Regions from separate parts of the Mus musculus genome. Here region 2 is linked to region 1. The links are chromatin contacts, called in public HiCAR-type maps. All regions are on one chromosome and are shown on one strand. The core of a region is the stretch at or near the end of the contact, and the rest is flanking DNA. Distances in the headings are between cores, read along the strand shown.

Region 1 (3,606 bases), core at 764-3,263:
ACCCATCCATCTATCGATCTATCTATAACCTGTCTACCCACCTATTACCTATTTATCATCTATTTATGTGTTTATCTGTTGATCATCTATGTGTTTATCAGTCGATCGTCTATCATCTATCTATCTATCTATCTATCTATCTATCTATCTATCTATCCATCCATCTATCTCTATCATCTACCTATGTATTTGCCTATCAATCTATCAACCTATCAATCATCTATCTATGTATCTATCAACATACCATCTATTTATCTAATCTATCATAATGTATCTATTTATCTATTATCTATCTATGAATCCCTCTATCAATCTGTCATCTATCTAATCTATCATCTATCTACCATCTCTTCACCTATTATCTAGCTATCTATCCATCTATCCATTTGTCTGTGTCCACTCATCCATCCATCCATCCATCCACTCCAGAACAAGCCTGTCCTGTCTTCTGGTTCCCAGGGAATCCTGCTGTGTGTTCTCACGTGGCTCACTGTTTCTCTGAACTCCAATTCTCTCAGTATAGGTGAAGCTTGGAAACACTTCTACACACCAGGGCAGCGTGAATGTCTGTTAAAGACTGGCCGATATGTTATATCTCTAGACAGATAGTGTGAGTCTAAGTCTGAATCAGTAGAGGAAGGGGACCAGGACTCTGCCTTGCACCCACAGAAGATTCCAAAGTTTCTTTCCTCCAACATAGTGGGTTCCTGGTTCTAGTGGCTTGGAAGGTGGTGGGGTATCCTCCCCATGATGGACACATTTATACTGTGCCTTCCCACCGACCCCGGGGCTTCCCCAGCGGGCGTCACCTCCTACTTACACCCATGGATGGTCCTTATGGGTCCTTATACTTTGTTCTTCTCCATGTCCCAGCACCAGCACTCTCAGGGATGGGCTAGCACAGGGATATTCAACTAGGCCCCCAGACTGGCCCCTCTGATCTAATCCAAACCAAACCAGGAGAGCAAAACCCTTAGAGGCTGCACAGCCACGGCAGAGCCCTCGTATGGAGCTGCAGGCCTTTGGCCAGGCGCTCTGCCTTCCTTGCCTCCGATCATTCTGAGCCCTGAGAATGCTCTAGAGATGCCTTGGCTGTGCAGAACCTTTTGTAAATTGTCTCATTCCTAAGAGCCCTTCCTTCCTCAAGAGAGGGAGACAGGGGGAGAAAGGCAGAGGGAGAGAAGTGAGAGAAGAAAAGGAAGGAAGGGGTTTTTATCTGCAGCTTGAGCCTCTCCTTAGGATCAGAGTTTTGTGCACTGTTTGAATAAGGTCCACAGTTGAAGGTCACTAGCCATGCCTCTCCTGTGATGAGAGCCTGGCTTGGGAACCCAGTTCTGGCCTGTAACTCAGAGAAACCAGCTTTAAAAGCACGAGTCCAGGGTGGGATGCCTCCAGAGTATTGGCTGGAGGGACCCACTCAGGGACCCTCTCTCGGCAGAGGCAGCCTAGAGGGAGGAGAAGAGCAACAAGCCAGAGAAAGAGGCCAGGCTGGGGCTGGGACAGAGAGTCCTGAATCCCATCTCCAGGTGACTCAGTGCCTGCTTTTGACCTTGGCATTGACCTCAAGAGCCTTCTGCCAGCCTAGGATGTGCGTAGGAAGGTCTCCACACCCAGCTTTGGCTGGCCGCCTTCGGGCCAGGTCACCCGAGGCCAGGCTTGCCTCATCTCGGATTCTTTTCCTTCTCCACGCTGCTCTGTCCTGGCTGCTTTGCTCACTGCAAGTCAGCACCCGTCTGCCTTGGACTGGGTCATATTACAACCACAGCCGGGGCCCGGGGACCCAACCACGGTGTGCCAGAGCAGGTGGCTCGCCTGGGACCCTGAAGTGCACACAGCAAGGTCCACGTTCCTGAGTTTTGTACAAAATCGTCCACAGACTTTAGAATCCACCAGGACGCAGGAGTCAAGACAGCTGGCCTAATGCGACTTGAGCAGAGAAGCCCAGCCCTGCTCAAGACAGCCAGCCACAGGAAGTGACTGAGCCCAGGGCCTAGGCCAAGAGCCTTGGCAGGCCAGCTCTGCAGCCTGGGGAGTCACTGGGCTCCTCAAGTTACAGGAGCTGTTGTCATGGATACCAGTGGTTTTATGGTCTAGCAAGTGGAAACACAGGACACCCAGTTCCATTTGAGCGTCAGATCAACAGTGTAAGTCAACCCCTGGCCGTGCTTGGGAGACACTGATCCTAAGGGTCATTCTTTTCTTTTCTGGATTCTCACATACCAGGGTCCCTGGTGTTTGACCCATCAAACGATGGCCTCATTATTCTTGAAGGAAACCCCTTGAATGGAAGCATCCTCTCCCCTGTGATGTGCAGAGTCCCCAGATGTCAGGAACTCAGAGATCATTTCTCCTAGACTGTGAATGTTAGGTACCCAATACAGATGTCAGCAGTGTCTGTGATGTTGATAACAATTAATAACACTTGACACGGATGTTAGTGCTCATTCGCAGAGCGTCCGCTGTGCTCCAGACACACCCTTTGCTCAACTCTGTCACGTCTTCACTCAGGGACCCTGCGCATGGTGGCTGCATCCTGTCATCATGAACCAGGTTGTTCACAGGGCTCATTCGAGATAGATGCTACAGAGTGTGTGTCCCCCAACTGCCATGGTGGGGCGCTGTGCTGAGTGGCTTGTGAGGGTCACCTCATAAAGTGTCGACTGTTCTGTACACGGAAGTTATTCCTAGGTCATCGGGAGGTCTCTACTTTGAAAGTGGGGAAACTGAGTCTCAAGCTCGGGGACATCAATAGTCAGGAAGCTCAGATCCACAGAGAGAAGCTGGCTTCTGCCCGAGTTCCATACTCCTCTAGGCTTCTCCATCGGCCACATGGTAAGTTGGATCGAGGGTAGACAAGCTGGAGCTGTGCATGTCCCCAGCTGTGCCTAAGGGACCCTACTTCCCCTGAGAACAAAGCTATCACCAAGCCTGTCTCTGCTGCAGTTCATGTCCCAGCTGTGGCTCAGGGTCCCCCAATTCCCCTGCTACAGTGCATGTCCCAGCTGTGCCTCAGGGACCCCATGTTCCCTGCTGCAGTGCATGTCCCTAGATGTGCCTCAGGGTCCCCATGTCCCCTGCTGCAGTGTGTGTCCCCAGCTGTGTCTCAGGGTTCCCCCAATTCTCCTGCTGTAGTACATGTTCCCAGCTGTGTCTCATGGACCCCAGTTCCTCTGAGAACAGCATTATCACCAAGCCTGTCTCAGATGGGGTTGAGGTTTCCTCTGCACACAATAAAGGCCCTGGGACAAATGCTTTCCAGCGCCGATGGCTGGTGCAGTAGTGAGGAAGCTTAAAGGGCAGGGCTCTAGAGAGCTTAGAATAGTTTGTTTTTTTTTTTCATTGCTGTGAAGAAATATCCTACAAGAGCCATCAGAAGGAGAAGGGTTTTATTCTGTCCCCGATTGAGGACATCATGCCCATCAGGAAAGACAAGGCATGAGAAAGCAGACCACACATGGCATCCACAGTCACAAATGCTGGTACTCAGTTCAATTTCTTCTTTGTATCCAGGCCTGGATCCTAGCCCAGGGATGGTGGTTTTCACATTTAGAGTGTATCTCCCATCTCAGTTAACCTAACCTTAGAAATTCCGTCACAGACAGGCCC
Region 2 (3,511 bases), core at 870-3,369, 330 kb after region 1:
GTCTGCCTTTATAGAGAACAGCGAGAGCTGCCACCCGTCTTCCTGGTTGGCCTGGTCACCCCTGGAACGAGTTCTATGCAAGCCAAAGGCTCAGTCACTGGAAGTGATAGGCACCCAGGTCATTCACTGTTTATAGAAAGCAGAGCTGAGGAGGGGGGAGGGCTCTGGGAAAGATGGGGTTCTCTCAGGACAGGGCCTTGAAAGGCCAACATGCCTCCTCCAGGACTTCAGGACATGAACCCCTAACAGTTGCCTCAGGAAGGGACACAGGACCTCAGAGTTGTGAAAGAAGCTCAAGACTAGACAGAGATACTCCAGGCACAGTGCACCCCACTTAGGTGTCACACACCCCAGGTTCAAATCCTCTCTCTTTTATTCCCCCTGAGCTTTTTCTCTGAGCTTCAGTCTCCTCCTCTGAGAAATGAACACTATACGGACCCCAGGGGACCCCAGGGGACCCCAGGGGTGCCAGCCTTGGGGATGCTGGCCCCAGGGATGCTGACACTGGTGGTGCCAGCCCTGGGGGTGCCGACCTCCTGACGTGTGCTCAGGAGTAAATGGCTTACACAGTGACAGGCTCGCCAAGCCCCAAACTTCTGTCACCACTGTCCTTTCACATCACGGTTGGGCTCAGAGGCCCCATCCCGACTCCAACCCATTAGCAGCTTCTGCCTCTACTCAGGAAAGCCTTGTGGATGCTCAACCCTGCTCACAGCTAACAGCAGGCATCCTGGGAGGGACTAGTTTTGCGCCCAGACATCCAGGTCCTCTGCACCCTTTGTCCAGAAATCTCTTCTCGGGCCTTTGTTCAAACTCCCCAAATGCCATGGGTGCTATAAAGACAGTTTTAGAAAAGTCGATTACAAAAAAAAAAAAGAAAACTTGATTACACCCACATGTCTGGGGACAGAAGGGAGGTGGCAGCATGAGCCCCAGCATGCCCAGTCTGGGCAGGAGGGCTGTTTCACTGACTGTATTCCTGGCATACAGGGAGGCCCAGAGCCACTAACTTCAATGTAGGCCCAGCACCCCACAGGACCACTCTGCACTCAAGGCTGCCTCTCTCCAGCCTACCTTGAGGCACAGTCTCTGTGAACTCCACTTCCTCATGGGAATCAATATAGGAATCATGAAGATGCCAGGGAACAAAACCCTTCACTCAAGGCCTGGCACACTGCCTGTGCCCAGCCATGGGTCAGTCTGCTGGGGACAAATCAGCCTGGGCTGTGAGCCCAGCTCCATGGTTTTCAGTTACTTAGCAACTTGGGGCAGGTGCCTGTCCCCCTTCCAACCTCAGTTTACCCCTTGTATTCTCCAAATACTCCCTCAGCCCATTGGTGTGGTATTCTATTCTGGGCCCTGGGCGGTTCCTCTCCTAACATTCCAGGCATTGCTGCTACTGTGTGACATATACACATACACACACATGCATGTGTACATACATATAACACATGTGCGTATGTGTAGACACATTACCAAAAAAAGACGATTACATACTTATAACACATGTGCATGTGTACATGCACATACACACACAAACATGTGTACACACACACAAACGTGTACACCAATAGGCACCCATACACACATGCATGTATACATACAGACACACAAACACACATGCACATAGCATGCGTACACATACAAGCACATGCATGTATACACACATACATACATATGTTCATACATACACACACATGCATGTATACATGCATACACACATGCATCCCTCTTCTGAGCCTCCCCTGTCACATTCTCCATCATAGGCCCATCCACAAACCCTTTTCAGTGTCCCCCGGGGACCGGCAGGTGGGAAATGTCATTTTGGATCCATTACTAGACCTCTAAGGCACTTGGGAACAATCAATTGCAAATTCAACTTCCATCTGAGAAGGAGGGGTCGGAGCACAGTCACCAAGGAGCCCTGGGCCTGTGCCCCAAGATGCAGGGTACAGCAGCCCCGGGGGCAGGACGGGGGCAGGTGCCACCACGCCATGTCTTTGGGTTTCCCTGCCTTGGCTGGTTTGAATAATTCATCGATGTTGAGTCTCCTGGGCACCACTGTGCTTGGTGAAAGCACGCCAGCCGCCGCTTGCCTGTTAAGAGGGCCCCCGCCTGCTGCCTTTTTCTGTTAATCAGGATTAATGAGTCAGTGAAGAAGCACACGGACCCTGGGCACAGACACTGGCAGCCAGCTCTCCGGGCACAGCAGGCCTCAGAAACAGCTCCCGCCTGGATGTCCTCGGGCAGTCTTCAGTGGCAGCCATCAGCCTGTGGATAACAAGCCCTCACCCAGCCTGCCAGACCCTAGGCCTCTCTGCTGGGCCCCTAGAGCTCTAGGGACAGGAAAGGAAGAGAGAGGGCCCCAGTGAATTGAGCTTGGCCCTGTGCCCTGGCAGCACGGATGGATAGGAGGGCAGGCTCTGCATCACACACAGTAGGGCCATGGAGACCCTCCCAGCCCTGAGCTGGTAAAGATTCTAAGATGCCAGCTTCCCATAAAAGACGGCTATGGAGACGCCAGAGCCCTCCCCTGTGCCTGGCTCCTTGACAGCTGTCACTCACGCAGAGTACAGGGTACAATGTCCTCTGCGTGTCGCTTGCTGACATGCCTTCCTTTCCAATCCCCTGCCTTGAAATGTTCAAACAAATGGACTCAGGTTACGCCACCAGTGTGTTAAGCGGCCTTGGGCAAGTAACTTAACGTCTCTGGGCCCCCATTACCTACCCAGGAAATGGAGGAAAGTTTGTTTTAAGTATTACTGAGCCAGATTTGGTGGCATAAACCTATGGTCATAGTCCTCAGGAGGCTGAGAAAGAAGAGGAGAATCACCAGCCAGCAGTTTGCTGAGTGCGGCCCAAGGCCAGCGTCTTTCCCAGTCGACAATGTCAAACACAGCTCCGCATGGCTCGTGCTGTCTGCTGCACCACCACTGTGTATGCCAGCGTGGTGGTGTGCAGAGCGGGGCCATGACACCTGGTGCTGGCTAACTGTGCCCTGTCACAGAGAGAGACCTATAGGGGAAGGGAACCAGGGTGTGGCAGATAGCAATACCACATCTATCAAATCCACCCTCAGAGCAAAGGCATGGAGCAAGGGTTTGATTTCCCATTTAAAGTCTGTAGTTGTTAGCTGTTTGTACTGTATCTTACCAAAGTGTCCTTCTGCACTGGATTGGAAATGTTTTACATGCCTACCAGTCCCTTAGCATAGCTAGCTTTGTCTGTGTGTATGGGGCAGGGTGTGTTGTGGATAAACTGGTGTGCACTGGAACCCAGGCACACAAACCCACTGGACTTTGGTTACAATGTTCTCTCTGACTCAAGGGCTGAGCTGGGACCTCAGAGTCTGTATTCACACATGGGCTGAGGTTGGCCCACATTCCATTGCCTGCCCTGCCTTGGTCTAACACAGCTCTACCACAAGAAAGTCTGCCTCCCAATTAACCCTGGGCAACGGAGACACCAGAGCCTCTAGACACATAGTTCGAACCCACACCCAAGCCAGAGG

Evidence for each region. HiCAR-type assays count read pairs that join an accessible place to other places.
Region 2: a contact with region 1 is called in a HiCAR-type map of astrocytes, with 2.9 times the contacts expected there. The contact joins two enhancer-like sites. A contact is called at or near these places in 4 of 484 Hi-C or Micro-C datasets (the 3T3-L1 cell line, 3T3-L1-derived adipocytes, embryonic fibroblasts and 1 more), 8 of 115 datasets of contacts at active chromatin or transcription factors (the NIH/3T3 cell line, T-cell acute lymphoblastic leukemia, astrocytes and 5 more) and 1 of 9 other capture datasets (embryonic stem cells).

Annotation. Positions count from the first base shown.
Region 1 is chr5:111,798,183-111,801,788 of GRCm38.p6, forward strand. It overlaps Gm36535 (a long non-coding RNA gene), which reads left to right. Exons shown (of 2, transcript XR_003955955.1): 2 at 2,689-3,606. Among named protein-coding and RNA genes, the nearest start is that of Gm36535, 6.6 kb to the left of the region's middle. Within about 2 kb of position 2,014, at least 175 of the 459 cell types and tissues checked have an H3K27ac peak or open chromatin away from gene starts, as enhancers often do. A contact at or near this core is called in astrocytes, where this site is marked.
Region 2 is chr5:112,131,767-112,135,277 of GRCm38.p6, forward strand. No RefSeq gene overlaps it. Among named protein-coding and RNA genes, the nearest start is that of Gm30032, 13 kb to the left of the region's middle. Within about 2 kb of position 2,120, at least 54 of the 459 cell types and tissues checked have an H3K27ac peak or open chromatin away from gene starts, as enhancers often do. A contact at or near this core is called in astrocytes, where this site is marked.